3 separate regions of the Danio rerio genome follow, and regions 2 and 3 are each linked to region 1. The links are chromatin contacts, called in public HiChIP or PLAC-seq maps. All regions are on one chromosome and are shown on one strand. Each heading gives the region's core, a stretch centred on a gene start, on an enhancer-like site or on the middle of the called end of the contact. The rest is flanking DNA. Distances are from core to core; before and after follow the strand shown. Region 1 holds the start of ube2l3a (ubiquitin-conjugating enzyme E2L 3a). Region 2 holds the start of erap1a (endoplasmic reticulum aminopeptidase 1a). Region 3 holds the start of tor4aa (torsin family 4, member Aa).

Evidence for each region. HiChIP or PLAC-seq counts read pairs in DNA pulled down with a chosen protein or histone mark.
Region 2: an H3K4me3 HiChIP or PLAC-seq map of embryo shows a contact between it and region 1, with 3 times the contacts expected there. The contact joins the promoter of erap1a here to the promoter of ube2l3a in region 1. A contact is called at or near these places in 1 of 18 Hi-C or Micro-C datasets (hematopoietic stem cells) and 1 of 4 datasets of contacts at active chromatin or transcription factors (embryo).
Region 3: a contact with region 1 is called in an H3K4me3 HiChIP or PLAC-seq map of gastrula embryo, with 2.7 times the contacts expected there. The contact joins the promoter of tor4aa here to the promoter of ube2l3a in region 1. A contact is called at or near these places in 1 of 18 Hi-C or Micro-C datasets (an unstated tissue) and 2 of 4 datasets of contacts at active chromatin or transcription factors (embryo and gastrula embryo).

What each region holds. Positions count from the first base shown.
Region 1 is chr10:3,611,969-3,615,400 of GRCz12tu, forward strand. It overlaps ube2l3a (ubiquitin-conjugating enzyme E2L 3a), which reads right to left and starts at 1,537. Exons shown (of 4, transcript NM_001002072.2): 1 at 1,470-1,537; 2 at 580-675. The coding sequence starts at 1,496.
Region 2 is chr10:3,369,720-3,373,151 of GRCz12tu, forward strand. It overlaps erap1a (endoplasmic reticulum aminopeptidase 1a), which reads left to right and starts at 1,498. Exons shown (of 18, transcript XR_012386076.1): 1 at 1,498-2,425. ccar2 (cell cycle and apoptosis regulator 2) reads left to right here. Exons shown (of 19, transcript XM_687505.8): 19 at 309-1,333. The coding sequence ends at 356. All of the region lies in intron 2 of LOC141376286 (a long non-coding RNA gene), which reads right to left.
Region 3 is chr10:3,807,236-3,810,667 of GRCz12tu, forward strand. tor4aa (torsin family 4, member Aa) reads right to left here and starts at 1,515. Exons shown (of 2, transcript NM_001017561.3): 1 at 1,429-1,515.

The sequences.
Region 1 (3,432 bases), core at 287-2,786:
TGGCAACTAAATGCTTAGTAGTGGTGAAGTACTTAAATGCAATAAATAAAAGGTATAGTTCAGCCAAACGAGAAAGCTGTCATCTTTTACTCAACCTTCACTTGTCACAAACCTGATTGACTGACTGAATTCTGTTGAACACGAAAGAAGATATTTTTAAGACCCTGTAACACAGTGGTCACCAAACTTGTTCCTGGAGGGCCGGTGTCCTGCAGATTTTAGCTCCAACTCTAATCAAACACACCTGAACAAGCTAATCAAGGTCTTACAAGGTATACTTGAAACATCCAGGCAGGTGTGTTGAGGCAAGTTGGAGCTAAACCCTGCAGGGACACCGGCCCTCCAGGACCGAGATTGGTGACCCCTGCTGTAACCATTGACTTCCATAGAATTTGTGTTTCCTACTAAAATGGTAACAGGTCTGTAACATTTTTTAAAATAACTTATTTTGCATTCAACAGAAAAAAGAAACTCATAAATGTTTGGAACCAATTAAGGGGCGAGTAAACAGTGAGTAAACGTTCATCTCGGGGTGAACTATACCTTTGAGACAATTTCTTACAGAATTATCACACTCACAGGGACGATTAGTCCTTGCCAGGTCAGAATATTTGACTCATCCACCTGAATGTTGCGGAAATTTTTCATTCCAGACTTGCGGATCTCATCAAGTTCCTATAAAACACAGAGTATGAGGCAACCAAGACATCTGACATCTCTTGAATTGTTGAGAGATTTGAGGAACCACAAAGTGAGAACAAAATGCTTTCGGTTTTACCGTGATCATGTTCAGGCAAAACACTGACTACTGTTATTTCTTCACTTTACGAGTCCAAAAAAAACCCAAAAGTTTTAAATATGCCCATAGTTATTTAAATCTGAATTAAGAACGGTCTTAAAGTTAACTAATGTCAAACTATTTCAGTACAATATAACGTTAAACAATTTAAAACAAGGCAGCATTCACACTTCCTGTTTCTCTTTCTGATTGTATCAAATAATCAGATTACACATTAGGATCGCCCATAAAACTTTGTCAGTCATAATTAACTATTAATTACATTTTAATTTAGACATTATGTTTGCTTTGTTCTTAGTTGATAAACTTACTGATAAGCTAGTTTCTGTCTGTCTTATCAAACTAGCATCACCTGTCAACGAAACCAATCTTTAATAGGCATACAAAAGTTTATTTTAACCCACACCCTAAATCATACTCGTTTAGAACAGAGTTTGTTTTATTCGCGCTTTTTCTGATCGTTTATTACCATTTTAAAGGTTTATTCGAACTACAGCTAAGCTCGTTAGCTTCTTCCTTATCATCCACGTTACAATTCTCCCCAGAGTGCTCTAAAGTTTCATGTTTCGAATTAACAGCGATTTAACTTCTCGATGAGTCAGTTTACGTTGATTAAACGTGTAAATTCTGTATTTAGCACACATTAAAGCTGATTTTTCAGAATATTTACCTTATGCAGTCGCCTGCTCGCCGCCATCTTGGATCTGCTTTGTACCCACAATGCAAAGCGCGCTCGATTCACTTCAGTCATTCAAATAAACTAATCAAACTAGTAAATGATCTTTTGACCATCAAATGAGAAACTGTGTCGTTAATAATTCCTAAATAAATCCACTAATTAACAAACAATTATAACCTTTACAAAAACAACCCAAATAATATAAACGTGATTTCAATAAATTCCGCGTTGTGCATAGTTTTAACATATTCATATTTAGATGCTTTAAAAGCTCAATTGAAATGGGTTAAACGTTAATATTGTGATTTTTAAAAAGCGATATCTGTTGTTTTTCCTTAGCTGTTACACTTCGTTTTATAAGTTATAGGGTCTTGGCTGACATGCACATGCTAAGTACGTCCTAGGCGAGTTAGCAAAACAGTACAACAATACAATATATTATATAGTGTCTTATAATAGTAACTTATATATACAAAATACCAAATAACTGACCGAATGGACAACTAGAAATACACATGACGACGTTTTAAATTTTTAATCTGTGTATGTTATTTAGGGAAATATTAGCTATATTTCTCTAAGTAACTTATTAGCATACAATTTACTACGATTTAAAACTGTATGGCCTGCAATTTACTTCAAGTAAGTAAACTAAAACAAGTCCACCAGGGGGTGTAAGAGCACTTCAATAGTGCTGTACACTTACCAAAAGATGAACATTTACATGTGAAACATTGGGCTACGTCATTATAACTTCAAGCCTGACATTTTAGGAGTCTGGTTTATTATAGCAATGTGATGAAAAAACAGATATACTGAAGAAAGAATTAAAAAGTAAAGCTGATTTTTTTAATCTTTCTGTCAGCATATGCTTGGTTCTGTTTCCTTTTCTATACGTCCATACTTCCCTTTCTATACATTCACTTACTAGACCCATTTTTTCACTTCTTCTATTTTAGAGGATATGAACCTGTTAACACCACTAGTTAACACACAACGTTACAACGTTACGTATGTTGCTTCACAAACCTGTTGTTCTGGTTGGTCTTTCACCAGGGGCTTGAAAACCACCAGATGTATTCACAAAAGCTTACAACATGCCCAACATTCATGGTTCAATGTATGAAATACAAGAAGTAAAATCCAATCAATAGATTTCTTTGAAACGACAGGTCTACAGGTATCAGTTTTCAAGATGCTTTTTTATTATTATTTTAGCAAGGATATAAAAGTTCTATATAATCTATAAACACCCTGCTGAAAAATCCAACTTAAACCAGCCTAAGCTGGTTGGCTGGTTTTAGCTGGTTGACCAGGCTGGTTTTAGAGGGGTTTTGGCCATTTTCAGCCTAGCCAAGCTGGGAGTCCAGCCAAAACCAGCTATATCCAGCTTAAACCAGGCTGGTCAAGCTGGTTTTAGCTGGATTTGGCTGGTCATTTTCCAGCCTGACCAGTTAAGACCAGGCTGGAAATGGCTGGAAACCAGCCTAAAAATGGCCAAAACCCCTCTAAAACCTGCCTGGTCGACCAGCTAAAACCAGCCAACCAGCCTAGGCTGGTTTAAGCTGGATTTTTCAGCAGGGCATTCAAAATCTCATAGTTGCAATAATGTTAAAGTAGTTGACACCCTAAAGCCGACTTAGAAAAAATTGATATCTTATATAAATATTTATTTATTCATAAATTTTCTTTTTGGCTTAGTCACTTATTTACCAGGGGTCGCCACAGCGGAATGAACCATCAACTAATCCAGCATATGTTTTACGCAGCGGATGCCCTTCCAGCCGCAACCTAATAGTGGGAAACATCCATACACACTCACATACTACAGCCAATTCAGCTCTTCCAATTCACTTAGCACATGGACTGTGGGGGAAACCGGAGCACCCAGAGAAAACCCAAGCCAACAGGAGAACATGCAAACTCCACACAGAAATGCCAATTGCCTCAGCAG
Region 2 (3,432 bases), core at 248-2,747, 240 kb before region 1:
ACATCTTTATTTCTGAGAAATGCTAATGGTCTAATCCGATTCAATGATCTATGCTAAGCTAAGCTAAAAGTGCTCTAGTCAGGCCTGGAGATTGGCTGAATGCATTGAAAAATGCTAAAACGTAACTATTTAACTCTTGAGAGTTGTAGATTTAGCCTATTTAAAAAATAGTTTAGGATTTCTTCATGCCAAAAACAAGACAAAAAAGATGTTATATGTCCTAACTTCTTCACATGACATGACTGTATGCACTTTTAGATCTCTTTTTTGAGAGGTTTGTGTTGATGTACTGTGTTTTTGCTGTTTAGACAACGACCATCACAAATGCTAATGCAGGAAAGGAAGAGAAGCTGTGATGTCCTGGAAGCTGATTGGACGGTGCTGGACTGAGCAGAGTAGAAAGAAACCTGCAAAATAAAAGATTCTTTAGCTTTGTCTATTAAAATAAACAGGTAATTTATTATTATTGTTATAATTTTGGGGTGTAAAACAGTACGTGCTTTTAAGCACATAGATAATGGGAAGAATTGTGTCGGTGGGCCTTTGTAAAGGTTTTTATCCATTAAAATGAACGTTGACTCACTTTAGAATGTAAAACCTTTATTCAATTTTATTTTGTTATGATTTCTGGCAGCTATGAAAGTGTAATCCTTGTATGAAACTGTCAACTCATAAACGGATATGACTGTTTGTAGTGCTGTACAATGGTTTTATTGTATGTTCTTGTATTTATTGTATTTTTTAAAATTGGTTTTATTGTTTTCTTTTCTTTTTACATGTGAGTTTACAATGGTGGGCTAATGTCAGATCTCTTTTAAAATCATTTTGATGAATTGGATTTTATTGATTTGTATTTATCTTTTTTTTTTTTTTGTTACTGAGCATTGAAGCATTACTGTTATAAAGCATTCACATACATAACTAGATTTCTGATGGTTAAGATCTAGTGAAAGGTCACTTATTGGAAATACTGCCAGAATTTTCCCTTGCAATTAAATAATTATGAGTCCACCCAAACACTTCAGACTATTTTGACAATGAATTATTATTTAAAATAAAGTGTTTAAGAAATTAAGGTTTACAATCAGTGAATATAATTGTATTAGATACAATTAGCAAAACTATTTTGTCTTTTTCTCAGGGACCATTTATACTTTCTAATAGTCTGAACAAAAGCATGTTTATTTGTCTTCCAGGATCTGAACTAAAGTAAGTTGGAGGAAAACCCCATGTAGTACCTTTCATTTCTTTTGATTTTGTCTAATTTTAAAACCACAATAAAAATCACGTTTCGTTTTGTTACTAAGACGTCCAATAAAATGTAAATAATCGATTTTGAAACGTATCTATTTTGTAATAAATGTTTTTTGACCCGCAGCGACAGATGTCGCTGTTTTTCCCAGCTTTAAAGCGTAGCTCATTAATATTAACAAACTTTTGATTACGTTTCATAGGAAACGTAAGCTTATTAATATTCAACAGCCGGATATTCGCGCTGTGATTCGCTTACGGCACGTTACGTAATTAATATTCATGATAAACAGTGTTCGCCTCAGCGTTTGAAACGCTGTTTATTTTAACAAAGATAGCGTTATTCGACATATATAAAGCTATATCGTGTGTACATGCAGTTATAGCATATAATACTATAATATGAGGGCAAAATGAGACGTCTGACAAACCAGGAAATGCGATTGATTTGGAGGACAACTGCGTAGTTTCACTTTCATTTACGTTACCAATCGGATATCTTGCAGGTTCGTTCGAAACTTTTTTTCGCCTATTGTAATTAATGTCGTATAATTCGTGAGCATATTTGTCGCTTTGTGACGTCTAAACATCGCATACTATCTCATGTGTGTCAAACAAGTGACAAGAGCACATAATCCTAATCAAACGCTCTGAAAGCTGACGTTAAACTCATATTTTCCGCCATGCTATTCTTAGCAAAGTATTTTCATTTTACATTAGTAGCTTTGTTCTGTGCTCTTTTTGCTGGCAACCATGCCATGACCGTCAACAAGAACAAAACCGTGCTGCCTTTCCCCTGGGATAAGATGAGGTTGCCAGAAATTGTCAAACCCCAGCATTATGACCTCCTCATTCACCCCAACTTGACCTCTCTGACGTTTACTGGAGAGGTTCAGATCCAAATAGAGGTAAAACAGGACACGAGGGCAATCATCCTCCACAGCAAGAACCTACAGGTCTCCAAAGCTCTTCTTTTGGGCTCCAGACAACATCATCATCATCAGGATCTTCAGATCAGTGAGTTTGAAGCCAATGAACAGATTGCACTCTTCTCTGAAGGCTTCACTTTCGAGAAAGGGAGCCATGTGGTGCATTTGGAGTTCTACGCCAACTTATCTGACAGCTTCCATGGCTTTTATAAAGGCCAGTACACTACAAATAGTGGGGAGGTTAGGTAAGACACATACATTGTTGGTTCAGAATACATACACAAGCAGTCAAAAGATTGCAAACAGTAAGATGTTTTAAAACACAGGCCTAAGTCTCAAACTGGATTCCTGAAGGGCTGCAATTGCACAGTTTGGCTCCAACCCTGAGTTGGAGGTGGTTGAAGCTAAACTATGCAGAGGTGCGGCCCTCCAGAAATTGAGTTTGAGACCATTGTTGTAAAAGAAGCCAATTCTACGCACCCATACTTCATTTATTTGATGAAAAGTACAGTAGATAATTGTGAAATATTATTACAATTTTAAATAACTGTTTTGTTATTTAATGTAGTATCAAATTTAATTAATTCCTGTCATTCAACGCTGATCACCATCAGTCTTCAGTGTCGCATGTTCCTTCAGAAATCATTATAATGTGATGACTTACTGCTCCATTATTCATTCATTCATTTTCCTTTAGCTTAGTCCCTTTATTTATCAGGGGTCACCACAGCGGAATGAACCACCGATTTATCCAGCATATGTTTTAGACAGAGGATGCCCTTCCAGCTGCAACCCAGTACTGGAAAACACCATACACACTTATTCACTAACATACACTATGGACAATTTAGTTTATTCACTCCCCCTATAGTGCATGTGTTTGGACTGTGGGGGAAATCCACACCAACAAGGGGAGAACATGCAAACTCCACACAGAAATGCCAACTGACCCAGCCGGGGCTTGAACCAGCGACCTTCTTGCTGTGAGGTGATCGTACTACTCACTATTAAACTTCCAAACACATGCTCTGTAGGGGAGTTGAATAAACTAAACTGGCCATAATGAATGAGTTTGTATGGATGTTTCCCAGTATTGGGTTGTGTTATGTGTAAACCGTATGCTGAATAAGTTGGCGGTTCATTCCACTGTGGCGACCCCTGATGAATAAATAGAGGCAAAGGAAAATGAATGAATGGTTTAGCTGTTGTTTTCCCTTTTTTTCTTCATTTGCATCTTTTTAATCGAAATCAA
Region 3 (3,432 bases), core at 265-2,764, 200 kb after region 1:
TAAAAACTGACTAAGGTAAATTTGGTTTTATTTTCGCATGTTCAGACTTTCTCCTCTATAATATAATTTCATAAAAGTGTTATTTGCTAATAACTATTGCATTATAATTCAATAATGTAAACAGTCAATTAAATAGATCTAATATTGTCATACTTAAATATGATTTGAAAGCAAATATTCAATTAGCGTGGTACTTTAAACAATATTGCAACCGTTAAAATGAACGAACGAGCTAATATAAAACCAACTTTACCTCAATAAAAACTGATTTTTGCTAATGTTGTCATATTTTAATCCGATTTCAGTGCAAATATTCAAATTAGCGTAGTACAAAAAACTATTTTGACCGTTAAAATGAACGATTGAGAAAAAATAAAATCAACTTTATCTCAATAAAAACTGATTGTTGCTAATTTTGTCACAAATTAATTATTAAATATTAATTAAATATTAATTATTAAATAATTATTGCATTATAATTCAATAATGTAAACAGTCAATTAAATAGATTAAATATTGTCATACTTAAATATGATTTCAAAGCGAATATTCAAGTTAGCGTGGTACGTTTAACAATAAGCGACCGTTAAAATGAACGAAATAGCAAAAATAAAATTTACATAAATAAAAACTGATTGTTTCTTATTTTGTCACATTTAAATGCAATTTAAGAGTGAATATTCAAATTAGCGTGGTCCATTAAACAATATTGCGACCGTTAAAATGAACGACCGTGCGAATATAAAACCAACTTTACTTTAATAAAATCTGACCAATCAAAATTTGGTTTTATTTTCGCAATTTCAGACTTTCTCCTCAATAATATCGTTTCATAAAAAGTGTTATTTGCTAATAATGATCTAATATTGTCATTTTCAATACGACTTCAGAGCGTATGTTCAAATTAGCGTGGTACGTTAAACAATATTGCGACCGTTAAAATGAACGAACGAGCGTACAACTACTTCAATAAAAACTGAAAGGTCTCGTTTAACTTATAGTTTAAATTTTACTCCAAAAAAGTCAAGCCTATTTGCTTCAAATGAGAAAACTACATTGAAACTCTCCTCTAAAGGTATAACTCAAACACCGTTTGCTTCTGCAAAGTTCAACATTCCACACATTCTGCTTTTCCTTCACAATCCCCACTGCCACACAGAAGATATGGTTTCCTTCCTGGAAATCCCGTTCGCACACCCCTTTTGGAAAACAAGGGTAATAAAAGTGCCTCGCAGGCTCCTAAATCAAGACTAGACTGCAACTTTTCAAGTCTCCCAGCAGCGCATATGAAGAAGGGAAGTTAAGTAACAGTTGCTTAAGCTTGCAGCGGTTATCTAACTCTATCTATCGGATGCAAGAGCAAAAAACTGCACAGGAAGACGAATGTAAAACTTAAGAGAATGTTTAATGCAATTGAAGTTGGCTTACCTTTAGTAAACAGCCTTGAATTAGAGCTGGCGTGTGGTTTTGAAGCATTGGATCCCTCTAGATGGCTGACTGATGAGGAGAGAGAGCAGCGGAGGAAGCGACTTCCTCACCGCCAAACATTAACATGATACCATGACTCCGCCCACTTTTGTAGGCCACGCCTCCAGCGCTCAGGCCTTCTGAAGCACCTTTGTGCATTTAAAAATAGTTTGTTGCACTTCATTGTGTATTGGGTTACGTCAGTCGATTCAGGGATGGAAAGTAAATCATGTTGAATAGATCTTGCAGTATTGCTGGTGGCAAAGGAATGACATGTTCAATATGTGTAGATTTGTACTGTGTGCAGTGTTGGGTGTAGTTACAAAGTTACTAGCTGCTGTAATTAAATTATTCACTAAAAAGTCATCTAAGGGTTTATTTTTAAGGTTGTTGTTTATTTTTAGGTTGTTTAATTAAAGTTATTTATATTTCCCTTAATGAATTTGAACACAAAAGAAGATATTTTGAAGAATGTGCAACACCTGTAACCATTGACTTGCATTTGTTTGTCCTATTATGGAAGTCACTGTTTTGTTTGGAGTTTATTGTATTGCATTACGTCAGTCGATTTGGAGAAGAAAAGCAAACCATGGTGAACAGATCTTGCAATATTGCTGGTGGCAAAGGAATGACTGTAACGAAATGTTCAATATGTGTAGATTTGTTCTGTGTGCAGTGTTGGGTGTAGTTAACTACACTTAAAAAAACTAATTTTAGTTTATTTCTAGCAGCTTGGATGCCAGAAACAACTGTAAAATAATGACGGTTAAATTACAGAAATATACTGTAAAATAACAGAGATTGAAAAAAAATTGCTGTTATTTAATGGCCACTTTTACAGTAAGTTTCTGTAATTTAATGCCCGTTATTTTACTGTAAATTTCTGTAATTTAATGGTTGTTATTTTATGATCAATTTTAGACATTTAATGAGCGTTATTTAACAGTAAATGTCTGTAATTTAATGGCCGTTATTTTACGGTAAATGTCTGTAATTTAAAGAATGTTATTTTACAGTAAATGTCTGTAATTCAACGGCCGTTATTTTATATAAAATTTCTGTAATTTAATGCCCATTATTTTATGGTAAATGTAATTTAATGCCCATTATTTTACGGTAAATGTCTGTAATTTAATGGCTGTTATTTTATGGTAAATGTCTGCAATTTAATGGCCGTTATTTTACGGTAAATTTCTGTAATTTAATGGCCATTATTTTACGGTAAATGTCTGTAATTAAATGGCCATTATTTCACGGTAAATGTCTGTAATTTAATGGCTGTTTTTTATGGTAAATGTCTGTAATTAAATTGCCGTTATTTTACGGTAAATGTCTGACATTTAATGGCCGTTATTTTACGGTAAATTTCTATATATATATTCTTTTCATCAGATGTTTTGCATAATGACTTAATTTGTTAACTAAAGAAATTGTAATTAGCCTGTCGATAATAATAAATTAATTTGAAACTTTTTGTGTTTTGATACACATATATTGATTAAACCTTAAGATTTTTTTAAACAAAAAAACTATAATGTAAAGATGTAAAGAACATTTCTATTGTTCATTCTTTGAGATTTATGTGGATTTTTAGTATTGAGTAAAGTAATTAAATTACTTATCGAGTGACTAAGTTATTTTTTTACATAGTAATTAGAAAAGTAAATAAAACATAAATCTAATTCATTCATTCATTCATTCATTTTCTTTTTGGCTTAGTCCCTTTATTAATCTGGGGTCACCACAACGGAATGAACTGCCAACTTATCCAGCACATGTTTTATGCAGCGGATGCCCTTCCAGCAGTAACCCATCTCTGGGAACCAGCGTCCTTCTTGCTGTGAGGCGACAGCACTACCTACTGCGCCACTGCGTCGCCCCATAAATGTAATGAATTATTTAATTCAATTCACTTTATCTTTATTTCTATACAAATTATAATGTCTTTTGGGAATTAATTAGTAA